2 separate regions of the Mus musculus genome follow, and region 2 is linked to region 1. A link is a contact called in public HiChIP or PLAC-seq data. All regions are on one chromosome and are shown on one strand. The core of a region is the stretch at or near the end of the contact, and the rest is flanking DNA. Distances in the headings are between cores, read along the strand shown.

Region 1 (7,584 bases), core at 3,113-5,612:
GGCTTAAGTCTGGTCTACCCCAGGTCCAAAGCCCGCCTGGCAGGCTGCCTGTTATTTGGGGGGGGGGGTCACCATTCCACCTTCACACCTCCCTTCTTTTGAGGGGAGAGGGATATGAACTCCCCTTGCAAAACACAAGGTATGTAACAGAAACTTGTATTCAACCACAAGATGCCCCCAATGATGGGAGGAAAACTGTACACAGAATTTCTCCCCCTTCCTCTGACCAAGGAGGAAGTCCTCTCAATATATCTGTATTTCTCAAAGTAACTGAAAAGTAAAACAAAATATCCCAGTGCCAAGGGCACTGTCTGTTGGAGTTACCCTATTGCTACTGTGTATCTAACAGAGGGAGTTAACAAACTGTAGTTTCAGAGTTACCTTACTGCTACTGTGTATCAGAGGAAGTTAGCAGGCCAACTGTCCTCTAACTATATATAGTTTCATTACCTGCCTGTGAACTTCTAATTGAAACTTAACCTTTTTATTTCATATTCCAAGGGGCAGCACAGGAAAACAGGGGTGGAAAAGCTATGACCCCCCCACCCCCCAAATAACTGTATATAGAGAGATTGTACCTTTAAATTCTTCCTTGAATTAAAATATACACTGCACTACACCTGACTTATGAAATTTTTCGCCCTCACTCCTGCACTGCAACTAACTTCTCCAGGGCAAGTTTTGGGTTGCCCATGCAAAACTGAGTAGTCTCTGACCTTGTAAATCCATCCGGTCCCAGCCAAACTGCCAATCACCACCAAAGTCCTCCAGAAAGCACAGACAGTTAAAATCACCAGCTCATTACATAGGTGAACCCTGAGAGCCCTTGCAGACGGCGTAAGAGAGACAGGCAACTCTATTAGCATGCTGAACCCTGCCTCGGGCCCCCTCCTCTCCCTCTTTTATGAGCCCTTGTTATATAAAAGGCCACAAAGAGAAACAGAAAAGCAGACTTGCCTTCACAAACACAAGTTCCGATGGCCAGGCCAAACCCTGGCTGCCTACCAAACGTTATTTTTAGGCATCTAAACGGGAAACATTTTTAAAAGGCCAGAGAACAAAAGTTTTCTGGCTTCCTTTCTTTCTTTTAAAGCACTCACACAAAAAGATGGAGGCACTGTTCCTTTGCAGGCAATACTCCCGAGTTCAAATTTAAAGGCAAAGGCATCCTGGGGGTGGGAGGGCTCCTCCCCCCCCCCCACCTCTACCCCAGGCTGCCTCTACCTTCAGACAGGATTTTCAAAGATTTCCTTTGTAGCCTTATCTAAATTCCGGCATACGGGATAATAAATAGCTACTCATTTACTATCATAAAAAATTTAAAGCCCTGAAATAGTTGCCACAATCCAGAAGAAACGATCGCACACAAGCTCGGAAAGACCTACTCCAGATAGTGAAACTAACTGGCACGAAGCGCACACATAAAGAGACATTGTTGCGAAGAGAGGCACCTAGCATTGGTTTTTCCATTTTAAATCTTCTGCTCCAAGCCTAAGACTTCACAACTTCGCGTTTTACCCAGGCTATCACACTGTTCCAGATTTGTTAGTTTTGTTTTGTTTTGAGTATCTGGTTTGATTCTACACAGTGATTAAACATCTTTGTGCTCTGCGGAAAAGGGTCTTCCAACCCCTCCCCCTCCAAAAATGGCATCGAAGCAATCAAAATGGTAATGCCGGGCCTGGGTCCCCTCCCCCCGCGAACTCCCCGACTTCGCCGGGGCCGCGCGCAGGCCCCCCTCCGGCGAGAATGGAAGCTTCCACTCGCGGACGGGGGCGCGCAGCCCGGGGGTGGGGGGTTGGGGGGGACGGGCTCCGACAGAAAGGGGCAAATGCCTGACTCCCCAGCCTACGGTCCAGCCCGGCGTCCCCTCTGCTCTTGCGCGCCCCCTCCCATCACTTTGCAACTTTAAAGACTCGGCCTGGAGCACCGGCCTGCGAGCCGAAGCATCCTCCCAGGCAACTGCGAGCTCCGCGCCGCTGGGGAGAGGGGGGTCCCCGTGGGCTGGGAGAGGGAAGTCGGCCGGGCCGGGGGTCCTCGGGCTGCCCTAGTCCCGGGCGGGCGGCGACATTCCGAAGGAAGCGAGAGCTATTCCTGGGCCCGGGCGGCGAGCTGGGGGAGGGAGGGGCGCGCCCCCGCCCGCCGCCTCGGAGACCCGGGTGCACCATTGGCTGTACAGCTCAAAGTTCTCGGCCGGCGGCGCGCAGGGGCGGGGGCGCGCGCGGAGGGGGAGGGGCTCGGGGGCGCGCAGTCGGCAGGGCTCCGGCGGCGGCATCTGTTCGTGGTGCTGAAACCCGGAGCGCTGAGCTCAGCGCAACTAACTCACAATGGACAACTTTTCTTCGCCGTGGGGGCGGCGGGCGCGCACCCCCATGGTTGGAGCTCCTCGCGGGTCCCCACAGCCCCTTTCAGGCATAGACACTCAAGTTAGGGCAGAACTGGGGGGTCCCGGGGGCGCCTTTCTTTTGTTCCCCGGGAGCTGGCGTCAGGTTCCGAGAATAAAAAGTGAGGCCGGCGGGATGGCCGGGAAGGGGCCGGCTAGGAGAAGGATCACCAAACCGGGTCGGCAGTGCCACGCGGAAATGGCTTCCAAGGAGTTTGGGGTGCGGGCCTGAATTGCCGCCCCCTTGTGTCCCCCTCCCACCGCAGCAGGGATCAGGGGATGCCGAGGCCGGGGAATGTCCACGTTCCCAAAACATGTCCACCGCTCAAGATGGACGCCGGGCAGCCGGCGCCTCGGAAGGTACGGCGCAGATCTTTGGCCGGCCGCCGGAGCCTCGCGCTCCCCTCAGCCACCACAAATCAGCTCTTTCTATCAAGAAAGGGAGGACGGCAACTTTGAGGACTGCAGCCATAACCCCACGGGAGTCGGAGCGTGCGACGACCGTACAGGCACTTTTTAGGGTGCTGCCAAAGTGCCCGGCGATCCTCCCTGGACCCCGGTCCCCTGTGGGGGATAGGCCCCTCCTTACTTGTTTGTCGCTGAGCGCTGCGATCCGTGGCTGCCTTTCGTGGAGCTGCTTCTTGAGGTCGCCGTTCTATGAAGACACAGAGGAGCGGGCTCAGCCTGGCCGCCCCGGGGGGGGGGGCGAGCAGGCGAGCCCCGAGCCCCGCATCCCCACCACCCACTGCCTGGCGGACCAAGCCGACCCCAACGCGCCCCAACTTTCCGGGACCGCTTTCCTCACACGGGCCACCGTGCAATGTCGCGCGAAGCAGCTTACCTGTGGCTGCCGCCTCATTGGGGCAGCTCCCGGGGCGGGGCGGGGGCCGAGGCCACCCGGCGGCGCGCCCCGAGCCGTGCAAGTTTGCAGGCCGGGGTGCGGGTGCGAGTGAGTGTAAGAGTGTGTGCCGGGGGAGGGGGGACGAACAAAGAGCCAAGTAAACACGGCGAGTCCGTGTCGAGCAAAGCTCATAAATATTCAAGTCGCGTCCTAATCTCCCCAACACACACACGCGCACGCCGCAATATCACTCGGGCACCGGCCGCCTCTCGCCGGAGTCACAATCGCCAAACTACTTTTGCTAACAGTGAGGGTCGGTGCCGGGCTGGGCCCGGAGCAGGAGGCTAGGAGCTGGCCGGTCCATGCACCCTGTTCCCTGGGCAGCTCTAGGAGGGTCCCCTTTCCGGTCGCCCGAGTTGTGCAAACGGGGCAGTGGCAGAGAAGACGCCACGCTGGGGTCCCACGAACCCTGGATCTGCAAACAGTGCTGGATCGCACGGAAGCGAGGGGGAGAGGGAGAACTAAGGGTTCCATCCCAGCCCCGGGACATGTTCCAGGAAGGGGCCTGCTTCCAGCACCCCTGAGACCAAGAGTTAGATACGGAGCTTCGATCCCTCTCGCCTCCACTCCCCGGGCCACTAAGGCTCCCCGGTCCAGTATCCGGGACTACCTACCTGGTGGCGCGCGAGTTCCACCGCGAGCGCCTCGGACCGGCTTTGCAGCTCCATCGCCGCAACTTGGGCAGCACTTTGCGCTCACTTTGGCCGGAGCTCGCAGGAAGTTGTGCGGCTCGGCGGGAACCAGACCGGGAGAGCTCGGATCCGGTGTCCCGGGCACAGAGAGACACGAGTTCCCTCCTGCAGCGCCGATAGGAAAGGAGGCTGACGAGAGGGAAGAAAGGCGAGCTGGCGCCCAACTCTTCCGGCTGCCGCTAAGTTGCGCCGGGTGCCCGGGCTGCCTGCGCCGCCCGGCGCATGGCCCCCAGGCGCCGGGAGCCCCGCGCAGCCCCCCAGCGCGCGCCCTGTCGCCGCCCGCGCCAGCTGACCGCCGGCAGGGACTATATTTCCTCCGGCGCGCGCGCCTGGATCTCGCTGGGGCCGCGGCAAAGTTGTGCCTCGGCACGATGCTAATTCGGCAGTGCCCGGATGGAGCGGGCCGGGGCGGCAGGAGGCGGTGCCGGGAACCCGCTGCCCGCCCCGCCCCGCCCCGCCCGGCCCGCGCGTGCGCATTGCGTTCGGCCCAGCGACCAGGCTCAGGAAACAAAAGTGGCGGCTGAGCGGAGCGCAAAGTCGCGGCTCTGAGATCTGGGCGCCCGAGCGATCTCCTCGGTGCGCAGCCGAGAGCACGGGGAGCAGGGAATGCTTTCACAGTCCCACTCCCGGAGCGACAATTCCCGCAGCAAACTGAGATGCCACCCTCCTGCTTCTTGCACCTCCTCCCTCCTCCGCTTCCCCTTCTCGCCTCGCTCTCCGGTTTTATTTAAATCACCCGGTCCTCTCCCGCAGCGCCTAGCACTGAGACTGGGGAACTAAATCAGTCCTGTCGCCGGAGTCCCAGCGCCTAATGGCCGCTGTGGTATTTAAATAGTATGAAAACTGATCTCTTGATTGGTCCTTTAATGATTTTTTTTACACTCACAATTAAACTCTCAACAGATGTCCCTAGACTTTTTTTTTTCCAGACAGTTGTTAAAAATCGTAAACACGACAGGTCAGTGTGACATAAAGCAATCATAACTACAGCTGCGGAGATGACATTTCAGAATTCCCAGTCCCGGGGCCGGGGTCAACGTCTCAGAGATTACTGCGGCGGAGTTTCCTGTCCTCATCAATTAATGTCGGGGCTTTGTGCCCTGCTGGGCGCTAGCACACTAGTGTGTTTCAAAGAGGCCAGGGAAAGGGGGGCCTCTGTGTCAGAGTAACCGTGAATTGATAGAGACTCATAACTAACTCTTTCCGTGGGTCACAAGAAAAGGAGGAAGGAAGGAAAGAAAAGAAAACTCAGGCACACCAGTCAGAAATGTCTCTTCAATGGATGCCAACAGTCTACATATTTCCTTTACCCCTCAGGAGAAATCTCTCTCTCTCTCTCTCTCTCTCTCTCACACACACACACACACACACACACCAGAACACCAGTGTTGTTAGAGCCATATACAGTATTGGTCACAGTCGACAAAGATGACAACGATCTAACTGGCTGACTAAACTGGTTCCTCCCACTTCTGGGTTAGACTCAAGTCAAGACAATGTCTCCCACTCCCCATTTTTTCTTTCAACCCCCCCCCCCATTTTGTAGTTAGAGGTGCAGAGGATCCAGGGGCTGGAGCATACTAGGCAAGCCTCTGTTACAGGAGCCATGCTCAAAGCTCCACTCATGTCTTTTGCTGGGGAGGACAGCAGCCTAGGTGAAGACTGGTGTTTGGAGGACCAGGAGGGGCATGTGCTGGCCAAGAGACTCCCTCCTGTGATTTCTGTAAATGTCATTGGCTTTTGGCAAAAACTCAGGGTTATCTTTCTGGCCATGTGGTCCTTTCATCAACAGGGTAGACTTTCTGGCTTTCCTTGGCTAGTACAGACTCTAGCAGATGCCCACCGAAGGAGATGTGCCTGGTCGGATGGTGACGACCCAGTGTGGTTTGTAGTTTTGCCCACTGTCGATTGATTTAGGCTTCAGTAATGATCAACATGTCACCCACTTCCTGGATCATGGCACAGGCCATGGTATGGGAGTTCTCTGACAGACAGTGCAGGAGAGGCAAAGTAAGCAACCAAGGATCAAACCCAAGGCCCGGCCTGTGCTAAGTAAACACTCTACCACTGGGTTACATCCCCAGCCACCTGCTTTGGAGACTCTGAACTTTGATCCCCCTGCCTTGGCTTCCTGAGCAGCTGGGAGCAGGTGTTCTTGTAAGCAAACATGTAGCTTTTCCTGAGCTCCTACAGGCTTCTCTCCCTTCACCTGACCAGTGTTCTCTAGAATATTCTTTCCCTCATTCCACATTTCACAAATTCTTTTCTTCAAGATTCACTTCAAATGTCTTTTCTGGGATACCCCCCCCTAATTTCCACAATAAAACTCCTATCACCCTCTCTGTTGGTCAACCAAGCAGTGCTTACTCATGAGGGGGTACTGGGAGTTGAACCCCAAATCTACCCTGAACAGAGTCAGACACATTTCTCTAAACCTCCTAACCTCACTTCTGTGCAAGATGGGAATCTATCACACTAGACACAGACACTCCGGACCCCTCAAGCGCCTTGCCCACATCTTGACACGTGGACTTATTTAATAGATGGGCTGAATTGCTATCCATTGCTTGCCCTGCTTGCCCCCAGCCTGGCCTTGGCAGCAAGCCTACCCTAGGGGAGTGGTAGTAGCTGCTTTTCTCATTCTGTGAGAAAACACCATGGCGAAGGCAACTTAGAGAACTACGAATTTCTTTGGGCTTATTGTTCCAGAGGAATAAAGAGTCCGCGGTGGTAGAAGGGAGGCAGAAGAAACAAAAGCTGGGGGCTTACATCTCAAACTATAAGCAGGAAGTGGGGACAAGAAACTGGAACTCGTGCTTTGTCACTTCCCAGGGACATTCTTCCTCCAGTGGGACCACACTTCCTAAACGTACCCAAGTTGTCCCATCAACTGGAGAATCACATATTGGAACATCTGAGCCTATAGGAGGTATCCACAGGAGCCACGGAGGCACCAGAACCCGTGTTCATTCTATGGCTGTGGAAGGAACGGCTGTTTGTAGGTAAGGTGTTACATACACCCTGGCATGCAACTCTGGCTCCAAGGACTTGAATGGCACAGCCTCTGAACACAGCCTTCCAGCATTCCACTTCTAGCATTTCCACTTGACATGCACTGACCTGAGCTCAGCACCCCCCTAACATCCCAGCTCCCCTCCCAGGCACATCCCCCTCTCATGTCCCTCCCCCACCCCAACCCCATCACTCACACTGCTAGTCTTTCTATGTGTAGCAGGATACTTATCTGGTTGTCATCCTTGGCTCCTGGCCTAGAGCTTCTAAGACCCTTGACCTTTCCTGATAAGACTGAATGACCCCTGTCATTCATTAAGACCCTCCTTAGTCTCAACTGGGTCTGCACTGAGGGTGTGGCTGACAGTGAGGGTAGACAGCCTCAGGATCAGGCCAACCACCAAAGCAGGAACCCTGCTGTCTAGCCAGGCTCTGGAGGCTGGCTCACAGTGGCTGGCCAGCTCTCTCTCTTTAGCCCACTGGAAAGGTGCTGTGGAGACCCTGGGGGGCTGGGCCAAGGCAAGTTGAGAAGATGAAGACAAGGACAAAGAGTAGCGATCACACTGTGCTAACCCAGGTAACTCGTCATACTTCTA
Region 2 (7,584 bases), core at 2,060-4,559, 180 kb before region 1:
AATAATCTTAGGCACAAGTGATTCTCTTCAAGGCCACTCCTAAACAACTGTTGAATCCTTGATCCAGGCACCAAGCCCAGAGGTCCCTATCAGTGCCCAGAGGACCCAGCAAGGCATGTAAGGCCCTGTACCTGCTTACAGGGGTCATAACTGTACCAAAAGATGTCCAGGAATTCTGCCAAACAATGGCTGTTGTGTTTTGGTTTGTTGGGATTTTCTGATACTTCGGGCCACAGGAACACTTTTATAGGAGTTAGTCTTGCCCCCGCCCAACTCCTCCTTTGTCTTTGCTGAGGAGTTAACAGCCTGGTTTCCTCCTAGACTCTACCTTGGATTTCTGGGCCCAGGGAGCTCTGCCCTTTGCTGCCTACCACCAACACTCACACCTAGCAGCACCCGAGCTGCCTACCACCAGCCCCAACACCCGGCGGCACAGCACCCCCGCGTCTCTGTCGCACTTCTGCCTTGGGCTGTGGGTGTAGCCAGTGTTCGTCTGTGCTGGGGCGGGGACAGCTCGTTTCTTTGCTCTCTGGAGATGTTGTCTTTTTTTTTTTTTTTTTTTTTTACTTTCCTTTCTTTGAGACACTGTCTCCTAAGAGTCTATAATTCGCTATGGGGCTGGCTGCAAACTCAGGGCAATCCTCCTGTCTCAACCTTCCAACAACCAAGATTTCAGGCCAGCACCCCTACACTTGGCACTAGAGATGTCTTTTAAGTCTCACCCATTCTGGATATTGCTTGTCCTGCTTCTAGCCCCTTCCCTAGGAGCCCCCTGCAGCTCACTTCTTCCTTCCTCTCCTGCCCACTGTGGCCTCCCCTCCCCTACCAGCCTTCTCCCTCCCTCTGGTTACTCAGACTGCCTCTCTGTTCCCATCTGGCCACTCCTGCCAGACGGGCAGCCAGGGGTCAGTTCTGCCCCTTGTCCTGCCCAACTGCTGAATAAAAGGTCAGGCTTCTCTGAGGGGACCAGGGTTTTGCTGCAGCGACACCCGTGGCAGAGAAATGGTGGCCTCGTGTTTATGCATCTTGGTTTTCACCGATCTGACCTAAAACATGAGATAGATATATCTAGCCATTCCTATTGAGTAGCGACTGTGTGCCAAGCATAGGGAAGGTAGATATGAACAAGTTCCTGCTCCTGGCTCTGATAGACAATGTCAGGAAAGCCAGATTAAGTCTAAACAAGGGCAGGGGCAATCAGAGAAAGGAGAGATGATCTTCAACTTTGATCTCCACTGAAAGGGGTTCTGGAGAGCAGGGAGGCTCGCAGGTTTTGAAGGCATCTCAAGGATTGGGGGCCTCGGGCTTGCTCTTCAGCACAGTGGGAACTCAGGAGGGCAATGTGTGCCATGGCCAGCTCTAGTTATTGTTTGTGAGGGCAAGAAGCAACAGTCAGAAAGAGTGGTCAGAAAGGATCTGTAGTTCAGGCTAGGGTGCTAAGAACCAAGGATGGGGCAGGGTGGGTAGACTCAAGAGGAAGGCCTAGTACATGTATCCGATCTTTTTTATTTTAAAATTTTGATTATGTGTATGAGAATGTGTGCCTGAGTGTGGGTTTGTGTACTTGCATGCAGTGCCCCAAAAAGGCCAGAAGAGGGTGCTGGATTCACAGAGCTGGAGTTACAGGTAGTTTGTGAATTGCCACATGCTAGTGCTGAGAACCAAACTTGTATCCTCTGAGAGAGCAGTTCAGCCTGAGGGTTAGGGTTGTGATTTTACGTTGGCCGGCATTCATACCTATCCTGACGCACATAGAGTTTGTAGGCAGAGACTGGACATACTTGATACAGGATGTAAAACCCCAGGGTCTGGAAGGATAGAGAGAGACCATGGATGTGTGGCCTTCACTTTCCAAAACACAGGAAACTGAAGCCTTTGAGAAGTGACTCACCCAAAGCTTACAGCTGCTCCAGGGATGGAGAGCACCCACCCGGGACATAGGACTAGCCACAAGGCTAGTGCTATGGAGCAATGACAGCCCTCCCCTCCCCTCCGCTCCCCTCCCCTCCCCTCCCCCCAGCCATGCTGACCACCACTGTACACCTGAGTGAGCAGTTTCTACACCCCCACCTGAATGCCGCATCCTCCCAGACCTGGGTTCCTTGACTTGGTTCAGAAAGCTGGTGCCTGTTGTTTGGAGACTGGAAAATTCATCTGCTGTTGACCCCCAAGTCAGGTCCTCACTGGGGCCATTGACTGAATGAAGGAGGTAGGAGCAGCCCAGCCCTTCCCTGCCCTGGCTGCCATTTCACAATAGGTTGAGTGGCCTTCGGCTCTGTGAGAGTTCTTGCGAACAAGGAGTTGTCTGTTTGATCCTTGCCTCCTAAGACAGGCATGTGGGGGTGTCCAGTACACAGTGGCTGGTTAGGAAATGCTGATGGTGGGAGTTGAACCATGACTCTACTCTCCTGCAAGTCACCTGGGGCTGTGCTTGGAAGTGGCAGGCAAAACGAGTGGGACTCCCAGATCTTGCTTGAAGGAGGCTGTGTGTCAGGAGCTGGGGTGTCAGGGGCACTGTGTGTTCGTGAGCCTTGGTCCAGCCTGCCATGTTCTGGTGGCAGAACCCGGGAGAGATTATTTTGCCCTGGGTGCCCCCACAACATTCCCAGCAGGTAGAATTCAAATTTGCCTCAATGCCCCAGGGCTGTCCTGTCCTAGGATCATTTTGCCTTGTGCCTAAGTCACCAGGATTGAGGAGACACTCTGACTTCTACCATACAAGGGGATCTGGGATTCAGGGGGTGCCACTGTCCTCCATTCCTTCAACTCTCGGTGCAACAACCCCTCTGGCCAGTCAATCATCCAAGGTACCGGCCTGAGAGGACCCTAGTCCCTGGCCCCTCCCCCGAGAAAAGGCTCTAGGACAGCCTGGTCATGCTAAACTCAGGTGGGGTGGGGCTGATGGCTGAGGCACCCGGCAGAAAGCTTTGATCCGCAGTGGGCGGAGCCTGTGTCCACGTGAAGGGGTCTGGATAGATCTCTGTGGGCACAGCCTTTCCTCCTGGGATGGGTGTCTGGAGAGGGAGTGAGTTCAAGAGACGTTAATGGGAGCCTATGAGTCCCTGTGCATGGTGTGTGTGTGACCACAGGGTTGGTTGGGTGCCGGGTGGACAGTTGGGATTGAACTGCTCTGTGGCTCCTGTGTGGTGGCTTCCGAAGGGAAGAAGGGAGGTGGCTGAGAGCAAAGGAGCCAGCCCCTTGAGCTGGCCCTTTGGCCGCAGAGGGCTCCAAGACGCCGGCCCCGCCCTCCCAACAGGAGACCACGCCCACTATGGCCCCGCCCAGGCTGGAGGCCCCGCCCCCGGCCTGCTTTTGCGCTCCGAGCGCTCCACGCTGAGCCGCCGCGAGCCATGGTTCACAGGGCCCCGCGCTGGGAGTGCTGCCCCGGGCGGGGGCGCAGGACCCGGGCGGGACCCCACGGGGTCGCCGGGCTTGCTGCTAGCCGCCGACTATCGTCGTAGGGGACGCGGGGGCGCGTGTGGGCCGGGGTGAGCATGAGGACTCTCCGCAGGTTGAAGTTCATGAGTTCGCCCAGCCTCAGTGACCTGGGCAAGAGGGAGCCGGGCGCGGCGGGTACGGACGAGCGGGGCACGCAGCAGCGCCGGGCCTGCGCCAACGCCACCTGGAACAGGTAAGGCGCGCAGCCCGGAGCGGCGTGGCCGGAGACCGCACCGCGCCACTTTGCGCGCAGCTCGCCCCGCCGCCGGGCCGTGCGCGGGGAGGGAAGTGAGTGCAACGTGTCAGCGGCTAGAGCCCACGATCGCTCCCCGGGGGTGGGTGGGTGGGTGGGCGGCCGGGGAGCAGGAGGCCTCTGAGCCCCCACTTCGCAGGGGCGCACTTGAACCTCGCGGGCCCCCGGCGGGGCGCCGCTGCACTTCCTGTATGCGTGTCGGGCCCTCGGCGCGGGGTGGGCGGTGGCTTTCCCTGAGTTGGACCCCGGGCCTCCCAGCTGTCCGCGGGGGTGCGCCAGCTGCCAGACATTCCTTACCGGACCCTTCCGGAGGCCCATCCAGGACCAGCCGGGCGTGGGAAGCCCCTCCCCCAGCTGTGTTCTCAACCAGTCACAGATAGTTCTTTTAGCCATAGTTCCCCGGTGGGTCTCCTCTTGGCCCTTAAGGAAAAATTAAAAAAAAAAAAAAGTATTTCCATCCAAAGTAAAACACGGATTGAGGGAGGTTTGTGGATGCTGGCTCTCCACTCCACCCCTCCACCTGGCAGAGAAATCCTGCCAGGTTCTTCACCCTCTGTGGTCTGCCACTAGGGACACGGCTGTCACTTGGACACATGTCTTCTGTTCATCTAGTCTGAGAGCAATCGGGGGGGGGGGGCACCCGGCTGCCAGCAGGGACCCTAAGTTCCTCCACTAAGCTGCAGCCTGCCTGAGAGCTGAGACTACCTACCTTAGTTTCCCTCTCTGCTGGGCCTACACCGGTCTCCTCATTGGGCTGGGAGCAGAACTGTGAGAGAAGGAAGACTCCTTTTCCCCAGAACTGCTCAACCACTCTCTTCGTCCCCTTCCTTGTCTCTGGCCAGGGTTTAGTGGAGCCATGCTGACTTTTGGCTCAGATTTCAACTCCACTCCTCTGTTGTGTGGCCCTAGGCAGTTGGTTTTCCACTTCTGGTCCTCAGTTTCTTTATTAATAATATGGGTGAGTGACTGTTGTTGGAGTAAATGTGAAGATGTGTAATCAGGCTGTGAGCATGAGTTCTGGCACACAGTAGGTCTACCCTGTAACTCAGAACTCAAGTCTAGGAACATTCAGAGAGTAGTGTCTCGGAAGTTACTAGAAGCAATTTTGTGGGGACCCTTTCACCCCATCTGGGGGCCTCTGGCTCAGAGGGCTTTGATGGCGCCACGTGCCACCAGTCATGGCTGTGAGAAGGTTTACTCTTTGCCAGAGCTCTGGGAGGGGGAGGCTTGCAAGGGTCGGAGGCGTCCCCTGCCTGGGGAGTCAGGCTCTGGCTGTGTTCTGTGCTCCAATCCTGGGCCAGCCTGTTCAGGGTCCTCACCATCCTAGCCAGCAAGGGAGGTTTTATGCCCCCATCCCAGCTGGGAGATTCAGGGTCACCCAAAGTGGCCAGAACCCATACTGTACAGCATTTCGTGGCTTGAGTCCCGATACTCTCCCACGTACAGACACACATAAGTAAAGGGACTGGTGATGGTGGCCCAGAGTCGCCTCCCAGCCCCAGCGCCTGCCTCTCTTTCTGCTGCCTTTCCAGTGCCTGCAAGGGCTCCAGGACATGAACCCTGAGCAGGGTCAGGACAGCTGTGTCAGCCGCCTGTGCTCTGGCTATCCCTGCAAACTATGGTCCTCCTTCATCTCACGACCATCGCAGCATTAAAGAGTCTTATTTCCCAGTCAGATTGTAAGCCTTAACCTTACACCAGGGACTGTCTAACCCACTGCAGTGACACTGGGTACAACCCTTGAATTTGGTGCACAGCTATTGCTATGTCCTAAGATAGTCCACACATTCATTCATTCATTCACTCATTCATTCACTCACTCATTCATTCATTCATTTTCTTCATGTTGGCTTGACCAAGCTGAAGTGTTAGTTTAGGATCGAACAGCCTGTTCAGAGCCAGAGACCCTAGACCAAATTGGAAAATAAACCAGGGGCTGGGGGGGGTGGGGCGGGGGCCGGTAATTGCTGATGGCTTAGCACTTGGGGGAAGTAGAATGGGGAAACACCAGACCACTGGCCACTTGGCCAGCCCCTGCCTTCCGTGCCTGCTAGCTAGGTGTGTGGGAACATGGGGAGCTCTCTGAAAGAGGCATGGCGCTGCTGGCCTGTCCCACGCTGCTGTTGTGGAGTAGTTTTCAGAGAACCCGCTGCTGCTTTCCTGGAGCTCAAGGGCATAACAGCTCCCTCCTGCCGGGGAGATGCCCTGCTGTCCTCCAGCTTCTCACCCATAGAGGCTCCAGAAAAACTCCCAGAAGCTAGCCGCTGTCTACACTAGACCTAAGGTGCTAGGGGAATTCATGGGTGAATCCTAGCCTTCTGAGCCTTCACTCAGCCAGTGCCTTGTCTGTCCCCCAGTAGGTGGAAGCCCTGGGCAGGCAGGAGCAGGGGAAAGTCTACCCCAAAGTGCAGGACCCCTGCAAAGCAAGGTGTGTGCCCCTGCCCTCCTCTTCCTCCTCCCAGTGGGCTATCCTTATCCATGTCCATAAAGAGAATGAGGATGTGAGAGGAAAGAGGTGACCAGGATGTCCTCTGACAGCACTGTCTGGAATCTGAACCAGGACTCCCAGGGAGCCCAGTGTCCAGGGATGCCGCTGGGTTCCTGGCCTGTGATTAGAGATATATGTCCAGGGGTGATGGCCCTCACTCAAGTAGGAACAAGGAGCAGCAGGGCTCTCAGGAACCTTAGGTGGGGGTTGGCATATGTGTTACACACATGAGAATATTGGGGTTCAGAGAGATGCAGGACACCCTAAATCCCACCCAGGCCAGAGCCAAAGCTTCCAGGCTAGGACCCTCAGGTTCCCAGCCCTCAATCATCTTGCCTTTGTGAGCTGCCTGAGGGCCCAGTCTGAGACTGGACCCCTCCACCCTCCCTCACTCCAGGTAGCTGACAGGTTTTTTTGTTTGTTTGTTTGTTTGTTTTTGGCTTGGTTTGGATTTTGTTTTTGTTAGTTTGTTTGGTTGGACTTTGGAAAACCCACAGAGCTAGGGAGAATCAAAAGGAGCAGGGTCTAACCTGTGTATCCTGAAGGGTGGGGACAGGAGGACTGTCGGCCAGTGCCTCATTTCAGTTCTGGTCCTGCTGAATAGAAGACGTGACCCTTGACCTTTCTAAGCCTTAGTGTTTTCTTCTATAATTGGCGTCCCCACCACATACTGGTGTTACAGCACTGAAGAGACCACAGATAGTGGGTGGTCCATGGGTTGGGTGTAGCCCAGGTGTCCTGAGGCCCATTCCTGAAAGGCCCCCAGGAGGTGGGCACTGTGTACATTCAGCCCCTTGGGGTTAGCAGAACAGTGACCCCCAAAGTGTCCCTGCCCTAGTTCTCAGCCTGTGGTTGCGGGCTTTCATGTGGCTAGGAGACTTTGAAGATGCGGTTATATTACAGTTGCTGAGCTGAGGTGATGGTCTGGCCTGACTAGGTGGCTTTGTGTTGTCACGGAATCTGTGAAGGGTGGGACAAGTCAAAGAAGGAGCTGGCACCTAGTGTCCTGTCTTGCTGTTCTTAAAGACAAGGAAGGACCTGGAGCCGAGGGTCTCAGGTGCTTCAGGAAACTAGACAAGGTAGCACAGAGCCCCCAGAGCCACCCTAAGAGACAGCTATGCTGTACTGTGCTTTAGCCCAGTGTGGCTGAGTGACACATGTCAGAGCAGATTTGGCTTTTGTTAGACTTGTGGTTTTAGCAGTTGTGAGATATGCACCCCAGGCCCCTCTTCTTCCCTACTTGATCTCAAGGAACAACCTTTGTCCCTAAGTACTAAGAAGCAAGTCTGAGGTGCAGACATGGCTTCCTGTCATGTAGCTTCCAGGTACATTAAGGAAGCCGACCCCAAACCCCCAATCCCCAAACCCCCATTCCTGGCTATCTCTGTGTCCTCAGATGTCTCTA

Evidence for each region. HiChIP or PLAC-seq counts read pairs in DNA pulled down with a chosen protein or histone mark.
Region 2: a contact with region 1 is called in an H3K4me3 HiChIP or PLAC-seq map of embryonic stem cells, with 22 read pairs. The contact joins the promoter of Prr5 here to the promoter of Phf21b in region 1. A contact is called at or near these places in 1 of 15 datasets of contacts at CTCF or cohesin (CD8 T cells), 5 of 484 Hi-C or Micro-C datasets (embryonic stem cells, nephron progenitors and uterus), 6 of 115 datasets of contacts at active chromatin or transcription factors (embryonic hindbrain, embryonic limb bud, embryonic stem cells and 3 more) and 2 of 9 other capture datasets (adipose tissue and pancreatic islet).

What each region holds. Positions count from the first base shown.
Region 1 is chr15:84,851,767-84,859,350 of GRCm38.p6, forward strand. It overlaps Phf21b (PHD finger protein 21B), which reads right to left and starts at 4,363. Exons shown (of 13, transcript NM_001081166.2): 1 at 3,899-4,363; 2 at 2,973-3,038. The coding sequence starts at 3,952.
Region 2 is chr15:84,677,689-84,685,272 of GRCm38.p6, forward strand. Prr5 (proline rich 5 (renal)) reads left to right here and starts at 3,310. Exons shown (of 8, transcript NM_146061.4): 1 at 3,310-3,631. The coding sequence starts at 3,495.